Linked DNA regions of Rattus norvegicus: region 1 is linked to region 2. A link is a contact called in public Hi-C data. All regions are on one chromosome and are shown on one strand. The core of a region is the stretch at or near the end of the contact, and the rest is flanking DNA. Distances in the headings are between cores, read along the strand shown.

Region 1 (2,700 bases), core at 17-2,516, 42 kb before region 2:
CTAGGAATCCAGAAAGGCAGCCATGAAACTGGACAAAAAAAGGCTTTGAGGGAAGGTGGTGGTGCAGACAGTAGAGCAACGTGGAAGGGGAGATTGGGGCAAAAGGGTATAGTAGTGAAGAGAAAGTCGAAGGGAAGGTTAGACCCAAAGGAACAACTATGAGCCTTCTTTATGGAAACCTGTCACTGAGTCATCACCCAGCCCCACTGTTGGTCTTTCTCTGATCCCGATTTCTGGTTTGGTTCTGTTGTGGCTAGCAAGTATACATTGTAGGGTCTCACTACTTATGATTCATGGTTGTCTGGGTAAATAAACCTGAAAATACTGTGCCCAGGAAATTTCTTTTTCTGTCCTTGTCTGTGGTGCTGGGAATTGAACTTAGGCATTCACACATGCAAGTCATGTGGAAATTTTCTATAAATATCAACTAGGTTTAGTTTAGTCATTGTGATGCTGGGTTAGACACGAGGATGAATAATGCTTGGGGTTATTAAAGGGACTAAACACAGCCCGAGACAATTTGGCTCTGGTTTTGCAACACCCCAACTCTTCACGATCAGGTAGTTCTGACCAGTCACTCAGCATTGCAGAATCTTTAACACAACCTCAGTTCACAGTAGTGTTTGAGGACAGCCAGAGCTATGAGCCTGTCCCAAATAGCACCAGGAGAAAATAAGTAAGTAGATGTCTTGGCCTTTGCGGAACTTGCCTCATGCCCGTCAGTGAGCAATCAGTTAACTACTCGGTAAGTAGTCAGAGATGAATGCTAAAATGTCAAACAAGACCAGTGGTCTCTAGTCCTGAATGAAAAATGGTCCTTTTCCATAGAGCCTCGGGTCAACTCTTTAAGGTCCGCCCTCGAACCTTTGCTCTCCTTATTTGGCCCCTCCTGCTTTCCTTCTTCGGTCCCTCCCTCAGACCCGCCTCTCCTGTGCCGATCCTCTTTAGGCCCCGCCTCCTGCCCGCCTCCACACTGCCCTTCGCACCAGCTTTACCCCGCCTTGACCTCGCCTCCAAAGCTCTCATTTGCTACCACCGCCAGCCCCTCCCCACCACAGTCTTCCAACTCCGCCCCAGCCCCGCCCAGCCCCGCCATCAACTATTTCTCCTCTGACCCGCCTCCTTTGGGCTCACCCAACCACGCCCCTCCAGTTCTTTAGTAGGCCACGCCCTTCACCCCCGCTCCACTCTTCCTTTACTCCGGCCTCCAGTCCTACCCCTTCCCTACCCGAGAGCGTGGTCCGCCGCCTGGAGGGCACGTCGACGTCCGCACGCTGGGGCGGGGCCTGACGAGCGCGCGTGGAGCGTGGGTTCGCGTTCTGCCGCGGGTCTCCTGCGCCGGTGGCGCGCAGCTCCCGGATAAGTTGCGGAAGCTGAGGGTTGCCGACCGCCGGCTTTGGCTCGGTCCCTGCGCGCGCCCCGGAGCGGGCCGGGCCCATCATGGCTCACCGCTGCCTGCTGCTGTGGGGTCGGGGCGGCTGCCGTCGCGGCCTTCCTCCCCTGCTCGTGCCCAGCGGCTGCCTGGGTCCCGGCCGGCGGCCCTGCCTCCGTACGGTGAGTCCCGCGTCGCTGCTGCTCCCTCCGGCCAGCTTCCGGCTAGGGCGCAGGTGTCAAGGTCACCGGCCGGGGACGCGTGACGGCCTGAGTCTCCTGGTCCCCGTGGGTGGTATTTCTCCTGACCCCGGGGCCCTGTGGACCGCGCTGTGGTGAGTGGCGCTCTGAGCCCGGGAAGGTCACGCCTCTGCTTTGCTACTCGCTGCCGTGGTCTCGTTGGCTTTCGTGCCACTGGAAAAGGACAGTCGAGTGGACTGCACCGGCGAGCTGGAGGGGAGAGAGAGGGCTGTGGAACTTCCCTTTCCGAACATCTGTTGAATTTGGAGGGCCGTTGCTGGCATCCGGAATACAAATGCCACTGGTGTCATTCATATATATATATATATATATATATATATATATATATATATATATATATATATATATATAGTTCAGGTTAGGGCCTATGTATTTAGTTGCATAACAGCGCCTATCCGGAGGCTTCGCTGCTCTTGTAGGGCCACACACTAACTACCTAGTACCTTTTATTGAAGTGATGTTGTGTTGTGTTGGCAGGACCATGACACAGCTTCTTGCTGTGTGCCAGTCCAGCATAGGTTTTACCCGGAGGTACATAGCATGGCGGTTGAGAAATGTGATTGGTTGCTTGAACCTGGCTAGACAACTTACTGTCCAGCGTCTTTGAGGTGATTAGTCTAGCCTCTTCACTTAGAAGCTAGAGGTAATAATACAGCAGCCTTTCAGTTTCTGGAGGGGATTAATGCATGGACCCTTACCAAACTTAAAGGATGCATGCCCTCCTATGGGCTTTGGTTTGTTTATGTTTTGTTTGGGGATTTTTGAGATGAGGTCTTACTGTATAGCCCAGGCTAGCCTCCAGGATCTCCCACCCGATCCTCCTAATCATGCTGGCTCTTCGCTTATCCGCTCATTTCTAGATTGTTTCAGTACCTAATGTGGTCGTAAACCGTTAGTAAGTAGACTTTACATCCTAACACTCAATGAACAGTGACCAAAACCCAACCCAACCCACTCTTCCCCACACAGGAAACAACAAGAAACCCCTAAATTGACCTCAAACATTCCTCATGCTGAGGTTGGCCTTGACCTACTGATCCTCTCTTCCATCTCTCAAGTGTAGGGGTT
Region 2 (2,700 bases), core at 18-2,517:
TGCCCTTTCATCCAGGAAACATTATTCTGCATCTTATTTCTTTTTCTCCAGTAACTTCCTGTTGTCCATTTTGACCTCAGGAGTGGGGAGGGCTGGGGTGTGGAAGTGGGGAAGCCTGTGCTTTTCCTCACTCTGGGAACTGGAGTCACAGATAGCAGAGAGCCTCTGTGTGGGTGCTGGGAACTGAACCTGGGACCTCTGGAATAGCATGCAGTGCTCTTGACCATTGAGCCATCTCTGACCCTGGTCCTTCTCTTTCCAGGTCAGTTTGTGCTTTACTTCCAGAAGTTTCTCCCTCACCAGAGCTGTCTAGTTTGGGAGCCTCACATGAGTCATAGTACATCAGCCTCTTCATGTTGTCCCTTTGCTCTATGGACATACAGTTTGTGAAAAAAATGGAGATGTCACCCTGTGTCCCATGTTCTCTGGGTGTGGCTGTCCATTCACAGGAAGAACTCGTTGGCAGTTTGCTCACATCAAGAGCTTTTAGCTCTTGTCTTCTCTCCACAGTGGAGTAGCCTATAGGCTTTAGAGCTGTTGAAGTTTGCCCACTGTTTCCTGAATGTACTCCCAGATGAGCTTAAACCATCTGCTACTCTTGCCACCATCTACAGAGTATCTTTGTCCACTCCGCTAGCCCCTGTGTCAGTCTTTAGGGGTGAAGGTCCTCTGTCTAACCTATTAGTCCTGGATCTTTTTCAGATTGTTCAGTTTGGCATGAATGAGAAAGTGGGGCAGATCTCCTTTGACCTCCCACGACAGGGGGACATGGTATTAGAGAAGCCTTACAGTGAAGCCACTGCAAGAATGATAGACGATGAAGTGAGGATACTCATTAGTGAAGCCTATAAAAGAACTGTGGCTCTTCTCACAGAGAAGAAGGCTGACGTGGAGAAGGTGGGTGCCAGCATATGGATAGGTCTGCACGCTGCTTTGTTTGCTTGTGTGTGTGTGTGTGTGTGTGTGTGTGTGTGTGTGTGTGTGTGTGTGTGCATGCGCGTGTGCACAAATGTCAATTAAATGATAATTCTGTGGAGTTGGTTCTGTCCTACCTTTTGTGGGTTCTAGGAATTTAACTGAGGTCATCAAGACTGCTCAGCTCGTGTCTTTACCTGCTGAGCCTTCTTGCCAGCCTTGTTTTTTGAGACAGAATTTTGCTGTGTAACCCTGGCTGGCCTGGAACTCATTGGGGAGAACAGGCTGGCACCATTCTTGCTGTGATTGCCCTGCCTCTGCCTCCTGAGTACTGGAATTGCAGGGTGAGTCACCACATCTGGCATCTGAAGAGCTTTTAGCCCCTTCCTTCCATCTGCTTGCTGTGCTCCTCCTCTCTGAGGCTGAGTGTCTTCCCCGTGCCTGGGAACAGAAGCAGAACTGTTCTGGTACTGTGTTAGCTGAGGGGAAACTGTAAAGAACTGCTTCACGCCAGCCTCATTCCCAGGGGCTTTGCCAGAACACCCGTGAACCAAGTAGTTAAAAATGAGATCACTATGTCTGTGCTGCAGAGAGGATGGCAACATGATGTAAGTGAGCGGGGGAGGTGGGGTGCACTTACTGCATCCCTACCCAGATGCATGAGCTTACAGTGTGTAGCAAAAGAATGCTTGCTGGGAGGAAAATCCGTGGAATGGGGTAAGGATCCTGAAACACTGGGTTTTAGAAGTACTTTCTGACCCAACAGAGAAAAGGAAGCAAATGAAGAAAGTTGAGCCAGCCGGGAAGTAGTCTACTTCAAGGAGAGGGGCTGAGGGCTTTGCTCAGGGCCTCACCTGTGGAGGAAGGACTTGGCAGGTTGTCTGAGGTCCTTCTTCAAGATAAGGGGAAGTAGCTAACAGTACCAGCTAAAACCTGCAGCTTCCTGAGGTACATAGAGTCATTATCCCCACTTTCCAGAGACAAACAACAGAGAGAGGTCATGTGATGGCTTAAGGTCACAAAGTCGGTGAGTGAGTGAGTGAGTAGCAGAGGCAGCGTTCTGACCAGCTGGGAGCCTTTGCACATCACCTCAGCCTATGCTGTGCCCATGATCACTGGGGGTAGTTACCATTTGGATAGGACCGGTTTGAGAGGTGCTTGAATGTGACATGCTGGTGGGGTGCTCAGTTTATGTGATCAGACGTCCCATGGTAACTGTGACTAAGGTTTCAGTGGTCACCCATGACTGTGCTGTGTACTTGCATGTGTAGGAGCAGGTTGAGAATTAGAATTAGAATTAGAAGGAATCCTAAAGCTCTCATTTCTCCTGTGCTCCATTTAAAAATAATGAGAAATGCATACAGTTTGGTTAATTGTGTAAGGGTTTCAGATGACTAATAGCCCAAGGTGACAGCCTCCTCCGTGGCACACAATCTCCTCGTCCTCCTAAAAGCAAGCATAGTGTGTGTTACGTGTGTCAATGTGTTACGTGTCCTGTGCTTTTCTTATCTTCATGCAACTATGTGCATTCCTTTATTACAGCTACAGTCCTTAATCATATAGATGTATCAAAATGCCTGCTTGCTTATAAAGGATATTTGTGACTTCCATATAATGCACATCTTACTCTAAAATCGTGTGACCTTATTTATGAGACATGTTCTGTTATCTTAGGTCCTTTTTATCTCTTTACTTTTTAATATTAAAGTTTTTTGATGTGTATGAGTGTTTGCCTGAATGTATGTGTGTGCAAGTGTGCATGTCTGGTGCTCTCAGTGACCAGAA

What was found. A called contact is a pair of places that touch in the nucleus more often than the background predicts.
Region 1: a Hi-C map of Schwann cells shows a contact between it and region 2, with 2.0 times the contacts expected there. The contact joins the promoter of Afg3l2 here to the enhancer-like site in region 2.

The regions. Positions count from the first base shown.
Region 1 is chr18:63,267,566-63,270,265 of GRCr8, reverse strand. Afg3l2 (AFG3 like matrix AAA peptidase subunit 2) reads left to right here and starts at 1,266. Exons shown (of 17, transcript NM_001134864.1): 1 at 1,266-1,554. The coding sequence starts at 1,441. It also overlaps a transcript of Prelid3a not described here and the pseudogene LOC134482954.
Region 2 is chr18:63,225,083-63,227,782 of GRCr8, reverse strand. It overlaps Afg3l2 (AFG3 like matrix AAA peptidase subunit 2), which reads left to right. Exons shown (of 17, transcript NM_001134864.1): 16 at 703-897. Among named protein-coding and RNA genes, the nearest start is that of Tubb6, 13 kb to the right of the region's middle. Within about 2 kb of position 1,267, at least 18 of the 93 cell types and tissues checked have an H3K27ac peak or open chromatin away from gene starts, as enhancers often do. A contact at or near this core is called in Schwann cells, where this site is marked.